4 separate regions of the Mus musculus genome follow, and all the other regions are linked to region 1. The links are chromatin contacts, called in public Hi-C and promoter capture Hi-C maps. All regions are on one chromosome and are shown on one strand. Each heading gives the region's core, a stretch centred on a gene start, on an enhancer-like site or on the middle of the called end of the contact. The rest is flanking DNA. Distances are from core to core; before and after follow the strand shown. Region 1 holds the start of Wdr19 (WD repeat domain 19). Region 2 holds the start of 5830416I19Rik (RIKEN cDNA 5830416I19 gene). Region 3 holds the start of Pgm2 (phosphoglucomutase 2). Region 4 holds the start of Tbc1d1 (TBC1 domain family, member 1).

The links. Promoter capture Hi-C pulls out the DNA fragments that hold promoters and counts their contacts. A called contact is a pair of places that touch in the nucleus more often than the background predicts.
Region 2: a Hi-C map of CD4 T cells shows a contact between it and region 1, with 5 times the contacts expected there. The contact joins the promoter of 5830416I19Rik here to the promoter of Wdr19 in region 1. A contact is called at or near these places in 1 of 39 promoter capture datasets (pre-B cells) and 1 of 484 Hi-C or Micro-C datasets (CD4 T cells).
Region 3: a contact with region 1 is called in a promoter capture Hi-C map of pre-B cells, with 4 times the contacts expected there. The contact joins the promoter of Pgm2 here to the promoter of Wdr19 in region 1. A contact is called at or near these places in 5 of 39 promoter capture datasets (the 3T3-L1 cell line, embryonic stem cells, hippocampal neurons and 2 more), 2 of 115 datasets of contacts at active chromatin or transcription factors (both in embryonic stem cells) and 1 of 9 other capture datasets (adipose tissue).
Region 4: a contact with region 1 is called in a promoter capture Hi-C map of stem cell-derived epiblast-like cells, with 4 times the contacts expected there. The contact joins the promoter of Tbc1d1 here to the promoter of Wdr19 in region 1. A contact is called at or near these places in 9 of 39 promoter capture datasets (the C10 cell line, the SN4741 cell line, embryonic stem cells and 4 more), 1 of 484 Hi-C or Micro-C datasets (CD8 T cells), 1 of 115 datasets of contacts at active chromatin or transcription factors (pancreatic cancer cells) and 3 of 9 other capture datasets (adipose tissue, embryonic stem cells and liver).

Annotation. Positions count from the first base shown.
Region 1 is chr5:65,197,764-65,201,352 of GRCm38.p6, forward strand. It overlaps Wdr19 (WD repeat domain 19), which reads left to right and starts at 1,933. Exons shown (of 37, transcript NM_153391.2): 1 at 1,933-1,997. The coding sequence starts at 1,992.
Region 2 is chr5:64,043,106-64,046,694 of GRCm38.p6, forward strand. It overlaps 5830416I19Rik (RIKEN cDNA 5830416I19 gene), which reads left to right and starts at 1,868. Exons shown (of 3, transcript NR_045384.1): 1 at 1,868-1,893; 2 at 2,044-2,082.
Region 3 is chr5:64,090,914-64,094,502 of GRCm38.p6, forward strand. Pgm2 (phosphoglucomutase 2) reads left to right here and starts at 2,026. Exons shown (of 14, transcript NM_025700.3): 1 at 2,026-2,175. The coding sequence starts at 2,071.
Region 4 is chr5:64,158,623-64,162,211 of GRCm38.p6, forward strand. It overlaps Tbc1d1 (TBC1 domain family, member 1), which reads left to right and starts at 1,638. Exons shown (of 22, transcript NM_001310611.1): 1 at 1,638-1,883.

The DNA.
Region 1 (3,589 bases), core at 683-3,182:
AGTTGGCAGAAAATGTCTTTATCTATCTTGTTGGTCCATTGAAAATAATTAATAATGGAGTGGCTATTTGTAGCTGTACCCATTTAAAAACTTAAAGTGATCCCAGCAGCGACGCGTTCCTATTCTGCACCATCTGCGTCTCCCTGTGGACTTCAGAATCCAGTTGTTAGTGAACCGATTGGGATCTCGTAGTTCCACTAAAGCTACAGACCAACTGGAGGGAAACTGTTATCTTACAATCCTGACTCTTACGATTCATGAGCGTGGGGTGTCTCTCCTTTATAGTCCTTTTAAATTGTTCTCATGACACTTACTTATACGTGCTGGCACGTGTGCCATTGTGTCAGAGGACAACTTGTGGTCATTGCTTCTCTCCTTCCACATTATGCTGGCATTGTGCTGTTTCCTGGGGATTAAGTCGTCAAGCTGGGCAAAGAGGACCCTCCCCCACTGAGCCACCTCACAGCCCTCTGAACTCTTTTAATATCTATCTTCGGTTCTGTACTGTTGTTCACACCCATTATGTATATACGTTGCTAGACTTGTAGCTGCATTCCATTTTGAGAGGTACTCATGAAAATGGCACTGCTCTTTTATTTCAAATCTGCTTATTACTGATATGGAGGGGTGTGACTACTCTTTGTGTATTAAGATTGTATCCTGGAGGCTTGGTATAATTAGCTCTACCTCTACCCCACATCCCTCCCTCTCTTCTACTGATTCTGTACACTCTCAGTCATGTCATCTGCAGTTTTCCCACCTCCTTCCTCAATCAGTATGCTTCTTTTTCTCTCCTTATTGCATTAACTAGGACTTCCACCAGAATTGAGAAAGAGTCACAAGAGGGGACATCCCTGCCTTGTTCCTAATGGGACTACTTTCAAGATTCTTAGCATTAAGTACATCAGCCTTAGGCTATTTGGAGATACTGTTTACAATTTCTATGGTACAGGGTTTTGTTGTCTTGCTTTTTCTTGTTGGGTTTTGTTTTTTGAGAATTTTGAGGGTTTGTTTTATGTTCAGTTTTGTCAAATGCTTTGTTATTATAGCTACTGATGCAACCATGTAGGTTTTTTGTTTTTTTTTTGTTTGTTTTTGATTAGCCTGTTACTATTGTGACAGAGCAAGACAATGCAGAAGTTTCTCCATCTTGTATTCTTGCTGAGGCCATTTTAGGTTTGACTACAATTTTATCTCATGGACGAGAGTCGCTGTGAAAAATTACCCAACTCTATTCTAGGAACCCGAGGTGATGATGCCCAGCTAGCCAACCTTAGCTACTGTGCAGAATCCCACTCCCTCCCTCCAGCCAACTTTTAATGCTTAGCTTCCGCTAAACTTCTTGTTTACCAGGCTCAAATACTACAGGCGAGTTCTTTTCTTTATTTTTTTCAACTATTCCTCCCCGATCACACTAGCTAAAATTGTCTTAATGGTCCTGAAAGAAAACGACTCCTCATACCTCACCTCCGTTAGGGCAAAATCAAAAATAAAAACCCTGCAAGAAAAAAAAATGAGGAATGATACATTAGTTTCTCCAAGCCTTTTTTACAAGTGGATCTTGTAGAAGCCGTCTGGCTCATGAGCCAATTCCTGCCTCCTACTTGCCAACCTCTGGGTCCAGCTTTTTTCCCCCCGGAATTCCTTTACAACCGCTCCTAGGCCAGTGGTTTCTGCTCACATAGCTCAAGACCCTTTCTGTCCATAGGGCCCGCCTGCCTCGCAGCCTCACCCAATCAGAGCTCAGGCAGGAAGTTGACCAGCCCTCGTAGCATTCAACTTCCCGGAGCTTAGCTCCACCTCCATCACGTGACTCTACCCACCCTGCCCATCTCTCTCAAAGGAGGGCTCCGGGGGCAGCTCCGCCCCACGCTCGCTGATTGGTCGCTGTTTGCACGGTCTCCTGGGTGACGAGAACGCGGTAGCGGGGCGGGGGTGTTCTGTTGCGCCTGCGCACTTACAAGAACGGGGGTGTCGCTGGAGCCTTTGAAATGAAGGTAAATAACTTACAAGTGCCAGCGGATTGAGAAGATGTGGCAGCCTCTGTATTTCCTAAACTCTCGGAGCGCGACTCTGAGGAGTTTGTGTCCCTGTCCCTCCGCGGAAGTGCTGAGGATAGAGGAATGAGCTCCGGGAGCGGGCGGGAGGGGATGATGGGCTTGTAAGGATGCAGGGAAAGGAAGCTCTGGAGAGCGGGCTGAGGGAGGCCTGTGCCCTCTGGAATCTGGTAGAAGCCTGATCTGAGTACGCCCGAACTACCGGTATCGCTACCGATTTCTTGTAGCTTAATCCTGGGCAAACCAAGCCACTGGCCCAGAGCCCTAGGGAGAATCAAAAGTCTCTAAAACAGTCATCAAGAATTACTTGGCCTGTGACCTGTCCGGTATGCAGAGCCCTGGTCGCTAGAACACATGATGGAGAAATCTGCACACCTGTGTGCGTCCTCCACTGCACGCAGGTTTTCTGATTGGGTTTGTTGTGAATTCCACAGGGGCAGCCGCTGCACTCCTGTGATTTACCTCAGAGGTACTTACCCCCGCACTGCTCTGACAAAGAAATGGAAACACCGAGTTTAAAATGGTTTCAGCTTTCCTAAAGCTTCACTGTAGCTCTTGTGTGTCCATTGGAATTGGCAGATAACTTTGCATGATTCACTTTCTGGTGTGTCGGAAAGGAGTAAATACTATTCTCTTTACAGTTAAGTTAACCGTGACCTGCAACAAGCAAACCTTTTTGCTGTTCTAGGAAAGCTGTAACTTTTATCTGAGTTGTACCTAGAACCGATATAACTCTGTGGAAGAAAACTAACCTGTAAGATTACAGCCCAAGACAGATCTGCCATGAAAGGAATAGAATCAGGTTTAAGGACGATGTATTCCCAAACTCGCAGAAGTAAGATGGTCTAGAATACGTTGAGTGAGTGTACGTGCTGGAAAAAACCTGTGTGTGCTTGGCATCATAGCGCACCTCTATCTTAAGTTGCGATTCCAGGACACAGGCTTTCGGGAGATGGGCATTTATTCAGATAGCATTGGAGGAGTTGTGTTGTCACTCAGATTCAAGTCTTCAGCTACAGTATCTAAGCTGCATCTACCTAGATAAGGGTGTGCTTGATTAATCTACAGTATTTAAAACTAATATTTTTCATCTAGGGTCATGTTCCTGAGTATTCTAGAATGTAGCAGTCTGATATAAGAATAATATAAGTCAATGAAATTTCAAATTTTTAACTTATAACAACAATAAAATTGTTTAAAAAAAACAAATAACATTGTGATAATACAGTTTGTTTTGCCGAGTATCTCCAAAATTTGTATCAGCATCTAACAGAAAAAATACCAATAAAGCCAGCATTCATTGGTAGCAATGAATCAGCCCACGCCTTTAATCCCAGCACTCTGGGGCTAGAGGCAGGTGGATCTCTGTGAGTTTGAGCTTAGTCCTATCTATATAGTGAGTTTCAGGGCAGCCAGGGCTATATAAAGAGACCTTATCTGAAAACAAACAAATTATCCATGCTATCATTTGTGTTTCTAATAGTCTTTGAAATCTGACATATAGAGTTACAACTAATGCAGATATGAGGACC
Region 2 (3,589 bases), core at 618-3,117, 1.2 Mb before region 1:
TTTGTCATTGAATGTCTCTTAGCAAGAGTTCAATAACAAGGCACAACGCCCTTTGCACGAGATGCCCACTTGCCCATGTCTCTGAACACTTGGCTCGTATGTGTTTTCTAAAACCATCAGACTCGGTTTCATAGACTGACACACAATCTCAAGAGATTCCAATCTCCTCTTCTTTTGGACAAAGAAGCCTTGCTAGCTGCAATTCCTAACACATTGTCTGGGTGTCGGTGGCAATAGAAAACAACTGTCTGTCACCATGGTCACATGAGTCTGCCCATTTCCTTTAATGTGTCTGCTCTATATGTTTCTTAAGTTTGACAAGGTTATAGTTTGTCAGAGAAGATCGAGGATGCTGTCCAAGCACTTCAGACATACTAGGCCACCATTAAATACTTCTGTCAACCACATACATCGCTAACACACCAACTCCAGGAGGGAGGGGAAACCAGATCCCAGAGGAAGCACGTGCATTAGAGCCATCCTGCCAACATGGAAGGCCTGGCTTGTTTGAAAAGAGCAAAGGTATCTCTCTGAAGCCACTGAACTTTTAAAAACAGTCTGCATTATAGCAGCTTGCCCTTTATCCTAACAAATACACTAAGGACAGTTTAGACTCTCAGTGGTACCTATTCCCTTATTTGTCAAACACAACGGATATATTGTATCATTCTATTTGTTCCCGGGATAATAGGTCTCCAAAGACATCTCCAACCTGAACAGAGGGACAATGTTTCCCATTGTGTGGAGACAGAAGTGCCAGTGGCAGCCCACCTCTGCACCATGCAGCTGCTGGTGGGATGCTCTGGCCTCCAGGCCCCTTGGAGAATGAGTGCAAAGTGGTTGCCAACTTCCTCCATCACAAATACTCATGTGTCAGAGATTTTTAAATAAAAAATTCAAGAACAGATGGCAAAAGAAAGACTCGTTATATGTGTGCAATCTAGGCTTTGTCTCCTATGCATGTTGCAGTCTCTGTGTGTGTGTGTATGTGTTTGTGTGTGTGTGAAACCAACATTAATGTCATTTCTTGGGGGATAATAAGCTCATTCTGCTAGCCCCACTTATGGCTAATAACAATCAACAATTATTGATGCTTTCTTCGTTGCCACCTCCTCCTCATGAATCAGCACATGAATATTTATGTCCATGCTAATCAGCACAGAAGACTGCTGCAGACAGGCGTCAAATTACACTTCTGGGTTAGAGACAGCCTCCTCTTTTTGAGGCATTTTGATCAAGAAAAACTTGGTGGGGGGCTGATTTCTTGAATTTATTTATTATTTACTTACTTATTTTTGTTAGAATGAAGAGAGAAAGTGGCTGAAAGGCTTGGGTTGAAAGTATGAACGACCTGCATGTGTGAAGGCTCAGTTACTGGATGGTAGTTTTAAAAGGTTCTGTGTACCTTGAAGAAGTCAGGCCTTCTTTGGAAGCTGGACGTTGAGAGGGGATTGTGGGATTCCCCATCTGTCTCAGTTTGGTCTACACCGTTTTCCAGAGTGGTCTCTGCTATCCCAGCCCCCATGATGGTTTTCATATGCCACTCCCACATCCGAACACAAAACAAAGAAATGTAATAAAAAGAATAAATAAAATGTTATCTAAAGAGATCATGTCTTGGCACATGACACTTTTATCTGGGGCGGGGGAGGGTAGGCTGGGGAAGGTTGGGGAAGTGTGGGGGGGATGGATGGACAAGCACCTTGTTAGAGAAATAGTCTGAAGGCTGAGAGTCTCCTCCCGTGGCCCTGTACTCGCTGGCGGTAATCCTAAACTGTAAACGTCTATCTGTCTATCCGTTTTAAACCACAACACTTTGCGACTTCCTTGTTTCACCCGCTCTGCTTTGGTCTGAACAAGCACTCTCAGTGCCACCCATTATTCTGCCGGGAGGTATGTGTCAGAGCCGGTGTGCGCGCCAGCTTCGCCAGCTTCGTGTTGGATGAGCTCGCTGTTCGGGGAGGGAGGTGAGTGGGGGTGCAGGGTTATTTCTAGAATGGCAGAGGCAGTATAGGATAATGTAGGAACGCTTTCTATCCTCAGGGTTGAAAGAAGATGGAGAAATGGCGACTCCGTTTCCAGGTAACTGTATCTGCATCTCTCCTAAGAATCCTGCTAACTCACACTGGTGTAGAAGTTACCATGATTGGGTCCCGTGCTGATTTGTACCTGTGTTAAAGCACTGAATCCTTTGAAGTAGATGTAGTCGTTGGCTACAACAATATGTGTGGTGGTAGCTGTATGACTCAAACCTACCTAAAGTTCTTAGCCACTGTAAGAGACTATCGGAGGCTGACTGAGGTCAAAGAGCCACTTATGTTTTGTGCCCTGGCATATGACTTATCCAGAGGCTCTTTGCTTTATTGCCTCAAAATCCTTCTCCTGGCCAAGCCCTGTAATCTCAGAGCCACAGTCAGTTCAAAGAGAGGATGTAGGTCTTCTCCTATTGTCTGACCGGCACCACTTCTTCTTAACACGGGTCAGTGCTGAGAGTGGCTACTGGTGTGTGAGCTAATGTTCTCTCTCTCTCTCTCTCTCTCTCTCCCTCTCCCCCCCTCCTATGAATCATGGCGTTCATGTCCTTAAATCAGTCATCCCTTCACATGACCAGCCCGGCAGACAATACAGTGGGTATGAGTACGGAGCTGCAGGCTGGCCACCGGCCAAGGGCTCCGGGTGGGAAGAGCAGGATTGCTGCCTGGCTCTGAGCCATGTCACATGCAGCAGGGCTTGGGTGGCTCTCCAGGGGACTCTTTCAGGCATACGAAACAAAAAGCAAGGGCCACACTCAAAGTTAAAAAGCTCTGTCACTGTTGGGTTTTCCTGTGGTTATTTTCCAAGAAAAACAAACAAACGTTATGACTGCTCTACTTTTGAAAATAAGTAGCAAGAAATTTGAATGTTAATCCACTGGCAGTAAAAATGTACTCTGTGGTTCTATGTCATAAGCAGTCACAGACACAGAAGTCTAGACACAGTTCTGTCCTTTCCAACTACGTGATGTTGGTCAGTTCTGTGAATTCTCTGGGTTTCGTTGTGCCTTGGAACCAGATGGAATACATTTATCTCGTAAGGATGCTCTTATCCTTAGTTCCTAGCTGAACCTGTTATCACGAGAGAGGTAGTGAGGATACAGTGCGAGAAAAGATATTTCTAGAATGACAGACCCAGTGTTGGGTATATGAAGGGTCTCTTTGCCTCCTGAAGAAGGGAGGCGGAGAAAACTGGAGATGCAGGGTTGTAGATTTGGTGTATTGCTTGTATTACGTTAATTGGGTTCCCAAAATTACATGGGAATTCGCACGTCTGCATGTAGGACGCGGAGGGTCCCTGCCCCCAGTTGGCTTTGGTTAGGAAATAAAGTTGCCATCGACCAATGGCTGGGCAGGGAGACAGAGGTGGGACTTTTAGGATTCTCAGGCAAGAGAGAGAGAAAGGAGAATCGCCATGCCATGAAGGGAATAAGATTTGGGCTTGAGAGCTGCAGGAAGAGAGGCATACTGGTCGTGTAGGAGATGCTTACGGTGGAGATGGGGTCTGACTCAAGAAGAAGGAAGAGACAAGAGAACAGGTTCTCTCTGAACCTTGA
Region 3 (3,589 bases), core at 776-3,275, 1.1 Mb before region 1:
AAGTAGCCTCTCTTTCCTCTCTTCTGTTCTGTCAAGTCTTTCTCTGATTCATCACTTTGTCTGCCACTCAACTAGACATCACTTTCAAACATGGGTGCTTCCTTCTACAAACTAACCTTACCTTCACTGTTTGGGATTAAAGGTGAGCACTAGGGTTGTGTCTGTATCCCAGCCAGAGGGGTTAAAGGTGTAAAGGTGTGTGCTAAAACTGAGTCACACCACAACTAGAAACAGGTTTCTCCAGTAAACAACTTAAGCTCAGAGTTCAGAGTATGATTAAATATCCTGCAACAAAAGGCACTTGCCACCAAGCTTGACAACCTGAATTCGATCCCTAGGACCTCTATGGTGGAAGAAGAGAAATGACTTCCTAAAGTTATCCTTGTATTTCCATATGTATGGCACAGCACACACACACACACACACACACACACACACACACACACACCGTAGATAAATGTAGTTTTTTAAAATTTCAAAATTGAGACATAACTTATAGCTGGTAACCATGGTTCTAAGTTTTGACGAGCACCTGGATCCAGGAAATCACAAACCCAGAGTCGCTTCCCTTAACCCCCAGTGACCTTTGCAGTGAATCCCCATATCCAGTTCTGGAAAATACTGATTTGTTTTCTTTCTTTGTGCTTTTCTTAGTCAGTGTCTGTCAGACCCAATGTCTGTCAGAGGTCTGAATTCTTTCACTCTATGGGATGGTTGTGAGCTACATCCATGAAGTTGTATACAGTTCTTCATTCTCACTGGGCTGTGTAACTCATGGCTTATCGATCATCATTTATGTATATGATTTAGAATGAATATACCACTACATATTTATCCATTCTATTGTTGGCAATCTGGATGTGTATGGTTGGAGCTTTTTGCGACTAAATCTGCTAGAAACCTTTTAAAAAGTTGTGTGTGTGTATGTGTGTGTGTGTGTGTGTATGTTTGTATTTTGCCTGCATACATGTCTATGCACCATGGATATATATGACAATGGAGGTCTGAAAAGGATGCAGGATCCCCTGGAACTGGAGTTTCAGACCATCCTGAGCAGCCATGCTAGTGCTGATAATCAAACTTAGGTGCTCTGGAAGAACAACCCGTGCTCTTAACTGCTTTGGATTTTTTTTGTTTAATTGTTTTTTCTTTCGTTTTAGGGTTGTTTGTTTGTTTGTTTGCTTGTTGAGACGAGATCTCACACTGGAACCCACGGTGAACTGGAACTCACTTTGTAGGCCAGGCCCTGAACTCACAACAGTCCCAACAGTCGGGACTGCAGGAGCGAGGAAGGCATCATGTGCGGCTCAGAACCATTCTTGCTTGTGCTTCCCCGTGCCCAGCCAGGTGTGCACATACATCACCCAGCTGACCTGGAATTCTCGTTTGTGTGTGGCGACCTCAGGCGGATGAGTCGACATTCTTTTTACATTTTCTAGTGTGAAAATCCAGTTGACCCGGTGCCTTGAAATTACAACTCGTCCTTCCGGTTGCTCTTCTGACATAAACTGTCTTTGCAAGTGTTATCTCATTTCTGGCTCGTTGGTCTATTTGATTTATTTCCCACTTGGCTCTTCTTTTTCAAGATTTGTTTCCCCCTCTGCTATTCTCTAATTTAATTTACATTTTGAGATAGGATCTCCCTATGTACCCCTAGTTAGTCTAGAGTTCACTATGTAGATCAGATTGGCCTCTAACTCACAGAGACCTGCCTGCCTCTGCCATGTGGCTACTGGCCTGCGCCAATGTGCTCTGCTTCCCAGCGCAGTCAGACTAGCATCTCAGGTGTGATGGGCACCAAATGCATACTTGATGTTTGCTGGAGGACCCTGGGTATGTAGGGCCTAGGAGACTAGAGTAAGGCGAGCCTCCAGCTCTCCTAACAACAAAGCACTCCCCAATTGCCTGGCCCTCCGGGAAGCACACCCACTAATGGCGAGTCTGGAACCGGGCGGGGCTGCTGCACGTCCTCTTCCCTCCGGCTCTCTGACTACGCCTCTTTCCCCGCCCTCTCCCCGCCCCTCCAGAAGGGTGACCCGGCCTCCTCCGCCCGGTTGTGACTGCTGCGGGATGGCGGCGGCGACACCGACAGAGACACCGGCTCCGGAAGGCAGTGGCTTGGGTATGGACGCGCGACTGGACCAGGAGACCGCGCAGTGGCTGCGTTGGGACCAGGTAAGGGCCGATCTCCGGCTCTTCGGTTCTCGGGCGCCGTGGCTTGTCCGGCAGGGAGCCGGGCCCAGCTTCCTTCTTTCCTTCCCTGCCTCGCCACACGGTGCCTGCTCGGCATAAGCTGTTGCGGGACTGGAGACAGCTGTGTGGCTCGCCCGGCTGCTAGACCCGGTAGAGGAGCGAGCTGGGGGGCGGGGAGTGGGGTGGAGAGTGAATGTAGCGGGCCTGGGACCCGGGGTAGTCCACGCACGAGAAGGTTTTTGAGGTTCTGTGATGGGCTGAGCATCTTCATCCATTCAGAATCCGCTCTGTCCCGCCTTTCCCGGGACCTGGACTTCTCCACAGTCCAGACCACCTTTTCTGATTTCATGGATACTACCGGGTCCCTGATGGGCCAGGCTGACAGGGAGTTTTCCAGAGAACATACACTCCACTGGGAAGGTGACAGGGAACGCTTTGGCCCCAGCTGCGCCTTTCCCCTGTAATGTCTTAGTCAGTCGGCCAGCTCCGGACATCACTTCCTTTGCCCTCTACAAGTTCTCTCTGACCTGTGCTTTCGCGTGTCCTGTTGCTTTCCCGCAATGTTCCTCTTGCCGGTGTTCTGCTGACTTTATTTCTCTTGTCGTTTTTCCTGTGTGAACTTAGCGGATCTTTCCTGTCTCCCAAGTGCAACTCAAACTCTCTCTCTAGACAGCCCAGGCCTTTGGTTCCCTGCTCTTCCTGGAATTGAAAGACAATCCCTTACAGGCTTGTTTGTTTAAAATTTGTCGGTATCCAGGGCTGACTTCAGGAGGTGAGACCCACGCAGATCCACTGAACCTGTACTCAGGGAAGGGCCCAAGCCGTATTTTAAAGCACTACTTTGAGATTCTCTATTGTTAAACACGGAGTCTTTCGTTCTAATTGTGCACTGGCCCCCCCTGAAAATTATGTAGCTGGTGCTGTGTGTCTCTGCTGCTTTCCGTGGTCTATAGTACCGTAGTACCGTAGTGCCGTACTGCATGTCTATAGTTGGTCCCTGAAACATTTGGTGACTGGATAGAGGCTGGAAGGCTCAGCAGAGGCCTTTGCTCGCTCACACCTAGAAAATGAATAGTCAGGCCATCCTGGAAACAGGATGGCAGTGCTAGCGCCTCATGGGAGGTTTTGTTTTGCTTTGTTGTGGATTTTTTTTTTCCTGGAAACATAAAGCATTCCAGGATGTTTAAGGGGAGGAAACTGTTTCCATTTCTGATCACTTAATAACTTGCATTGTGTAGCTGTCCTAACACCTCAGCTAAGAAGTCTTGTGTGTGTTATTGGGCTCTTGTACCACTTGACTAAGTGTCTGACAGAGACTGAAGGGGCGGGAAAGAACTGCTCTGCTCACACTCTGAGATGCTCTTATCCTTCATGGTAGAAAGGAGTAGCAGAGCTG
Region 4 (3,589 bases), core at 388-2,887, 1.0 Mb before region 1:
TTACCATCTGGTCTCTACTTGACTGCTAAGCCTTCCTGCACTCCAGAATCAAACGTTTTGCAGGGAGGAGGTGGCAGGGTGAGGACAAGATAAGGGAAGGAAATGGTAGATGAGGTGGCTCTGGCCCTATTCTGTAAGCATGCTCCAGAAATTCTCTGTCCCTTCTATGGTGGAGACTGCCAGGCAGGGTAGTTAAGCAATAGGTCCAAATGTGGCTGGGATGCTCCTTCAATGGCTGGCATGTCGCTTGTCTTGACGTGGTGACCTTCTGGAAGTAGCCATGGTCTGTAGGCCACAGAGCGGGAAGGACAACTTAACAATGGGGTTGAAGATAAAAGCATGAAACAGTGATAGTATGATGCTGAAGACGATAGAGTTTAGCTGGATAACCTGATCTTTTCCTGCGGAGCATTTTCCACGAACCAATCAACACTCTTTTCCTTAGACTATTCCTGGCTATATCTATTCTCATTCATTCTCTCTCTCTCTCTCTCTCTCTCTCTCTCTCTCTCTCTCTCTCTCTCTCTCTCTCTCTCTCTCGATCTGAAACTAGGAAGACAAACTATGGTGTAATAAAGAATGAACTAACCCCACATGGCAGCTACGGAGGGCTCTAGATACAATCCAAGCCACGTGCACCGCTCACTTTTCTTGGATCCCTTCTGCTCTTTGGAGTGAGTCTGCCTCTTTAACTTGCGGGAATGGTGCTTTGAGAGGTTTCTGTGGCTCTCTGGCGTGCACACAGACGCGCAGTGCGTGCGTGTGTGTGCTCCGCACGCAGAGAGGGAAAAAGCGCGCGGTCCGGGCTCTGCGTCACTCCCCGCACCTGGCCAGAGATGGGTTTAGTAGAGGCTAATCCGCGGAGGGCACTTCATCCCGGGTGTTTCTCTGAGTCCCCGATTTTGCTGCCTGGAGTGCCAGCGTCCCATCCTGCTTCGGTTCCTGGTTCCCCCCACCAGCCCCCATCCTGCCATTCGACCCCAATGCAAGAAGGATGAGGCGGGGGAAGGGCTGGTGGCTGGGTGGCCTGCGGGTACGCTGCGCAGTGATCTCCGGGTCCGTTTCGGAGGGTGCGTGCAGAGAAGCAGGATCCCTCAGGGAGCGCGGGCTCCGCTGCCACCTGCTGAGAACCTCGCACGCCAAAACAGCCTCGGGCAGGGCTACCTGCTATAAATAAGCGGTCAAGAGCCCGGTGTGTGACCACACATCCCGCCGGGAGGGCCATAATCACTTGTGAGCACGCAGGGAATATTCCGGGCCAGGACTTCGCGCTGAGGCTGGATGGGGTGGCGATGCTTGCACCTTCCCCGAGCTCTCGTGGGGTGGCGCCTGGTGGCCCCTGGGCGGGCTGAGGATGGACCGCTGGGGAGCGAGGGGAGGGAGGCCGCGGAGGACCCGCACTGCAGCAGCTGTTGCTCGCCTGTGACTCGCCAGTCTGGGCCGAGTCGCCTAGCCAGAGTCGCTTGGTGCGGAGGGGAAGGGAGGGCATCTACTCCTGTTCTTGGCTCCCGGGGGACTCACTAGGGAGATTCCGGCTGCTGTCCCCCTCCCCCGCCTCTGCTTTCCCCAGCGCTCGCCCAGCCCGGGAGGAGGAAACGCGAGCGAGCCGCGCGCAGACACCTCCTCCTCCTCCTCAGCTGCTGTCGCCGCCGCCGGCCACACCGCGGTGCCTGTTGCTGCAAGCCACCTCGGACCGACCGTCTCTTCAACCCGCAAGAGAAGCAGAGACTGTGGAGTGGACCCCCACCCCAGCAGCGTGGGGCGGCAAGAGCACAGCCAGCTGAGGACCATGGACGCCCCGCCCGCCCAGGCCATCTTCTGGGTGCCCGGGAGCACCTGCGCGCCCTAGCTCAGCCCGGAGTTCTGAGCGTGCCACCTCACTGGTAGGTTCCACCTTGGGTCCTTAGGGTGCGGGGCAACCCTCCACTTCCAGCATGCCCCTGAGCTCCCTTGCTGCAGAGAAGGCGCGGTCCCGCCACCCAAGGGCGTTGCTGCCGGGTCTCTTGGGGTGCTCTGGTGGGGGAGGGGGAAGAGGCGGGATTTCAGAGCTACCTTGTTGTCCTCTGCTTGGGGGTGGGGGGGGGGGGGAGAAACCTTGATGCTTTCTGCGCTGCGACGAAGGTGCTCAGGTCCCCTGCTCCTCCTCCTTGCATATCCCGCCCCACTCCCTCCCGCCAAATATCACCGGGGCACAAGTGTTTGTAAGGCATCCAGCTCGGACGAGGCCGGTCAGAGTGACCCCAGGCCGCCTTTTGAAAGTTCAGGGTACTTTGCAGCGGTAACTTTGGCAGCTTCTCGGTGCACGCAACATTTCTTTCTATGGGCACATCCTGTGCTGGTCATTTTGAAACCCGGCTTGATTGTTTCCTAGCAGCTTCCGGGTTGCTACGTGAGTAAGAGGCTCACTCTAACTTCACAGGTTGCTGTTCTCTTCTTTTCTAAAAGATGTGTCGTTCTGTTTGAACCCCACCTAGGTGTGGCGTTCCTGGTTGTGATTTTATTTTAAATGCCTTGTTCTCCGGAAGTTGCTTAAAAAGGAAAAGAAATTGAAAGTGATGAGTGTTTCTCTCAGCAAACATCTTCAGCGCCCTGGTACTGATGATGGCAGGCATTCACCTCCTACGTACAACCCTCCTTCGTCCTCTTAGTGGCTGCAAGCCGTTCTTCTATTTAGAGCCAGGTGTTAGAAGGGAATTTTTGAATGACCTAATTTAAATGGGTCACACCCAGGAAGCTCAGCTGTCTCTACAAGTCTAAACTTCTAAACTTTTTGCGTTGCACCTCCATGGGCAAAGATCCCTTTTAAGACCCCCTCGATGTGAAGTGGGATTCCCATGAGTTGGAGAATGGCCACACTTAGGCTTTATTGTTTGTGGAGCCTGCTCAAGGTGGGAGGGGTGGGATGGGAGAAGGAGAGGGCAGCTGTACCCAAAGGTAGGAATGTATCACTTTTCAGGGTCTCACTACCTTGCCTGAGAGCTCGCTGAGGCTAGCGAGTTCTTTTCTCTTTTCTCAGCATTCACGGTGCCCCCCTTCTGCAGAGTCAGTTCCTCCCTGGGAACCCTGAGGACTTTCTTAAGGAACCAGGAAGAGGCATGAAAAGTACATAAACGGGTGGGTGCTTTGCAAAACTCTTAGCAATGGGAAGCTGAGCCTCTGATGTGCCTGTCTTTAATGTTCGTTCCTATCAAGTTAAAGGGACCAACTCTCTTAAGTTTATCTGTAAGAAACCATTGATGTGCCGTGAGCTCTACTGTGTGGTAGATGCTGCAGTGAGTTAGCTGGTACCCCATAAAAGGCTGCATGTATGAACTAATGACCAAGGGACCAAATGTGGTGCAATGGACAGTCTGAAACCAGCAGAGGACCATTAAAAGGGATGCTTTTGGGGGGGGGTGTGGATTTGTTCAGTCATTTACAAACCCATAGAAAAGGGGAAAAGCTTTGGTGTAGTTATGACTTATTAATACCAAAGGAGAGCTTTGCAGTGGGCCTCCCTGACACAACCTACCCTTATCTGTCCCAGGAGAGCTCGAGGGTTCCCTGATAACCCTTCTAATGTATAAGAGCCTTCTAACATACAAGTCCC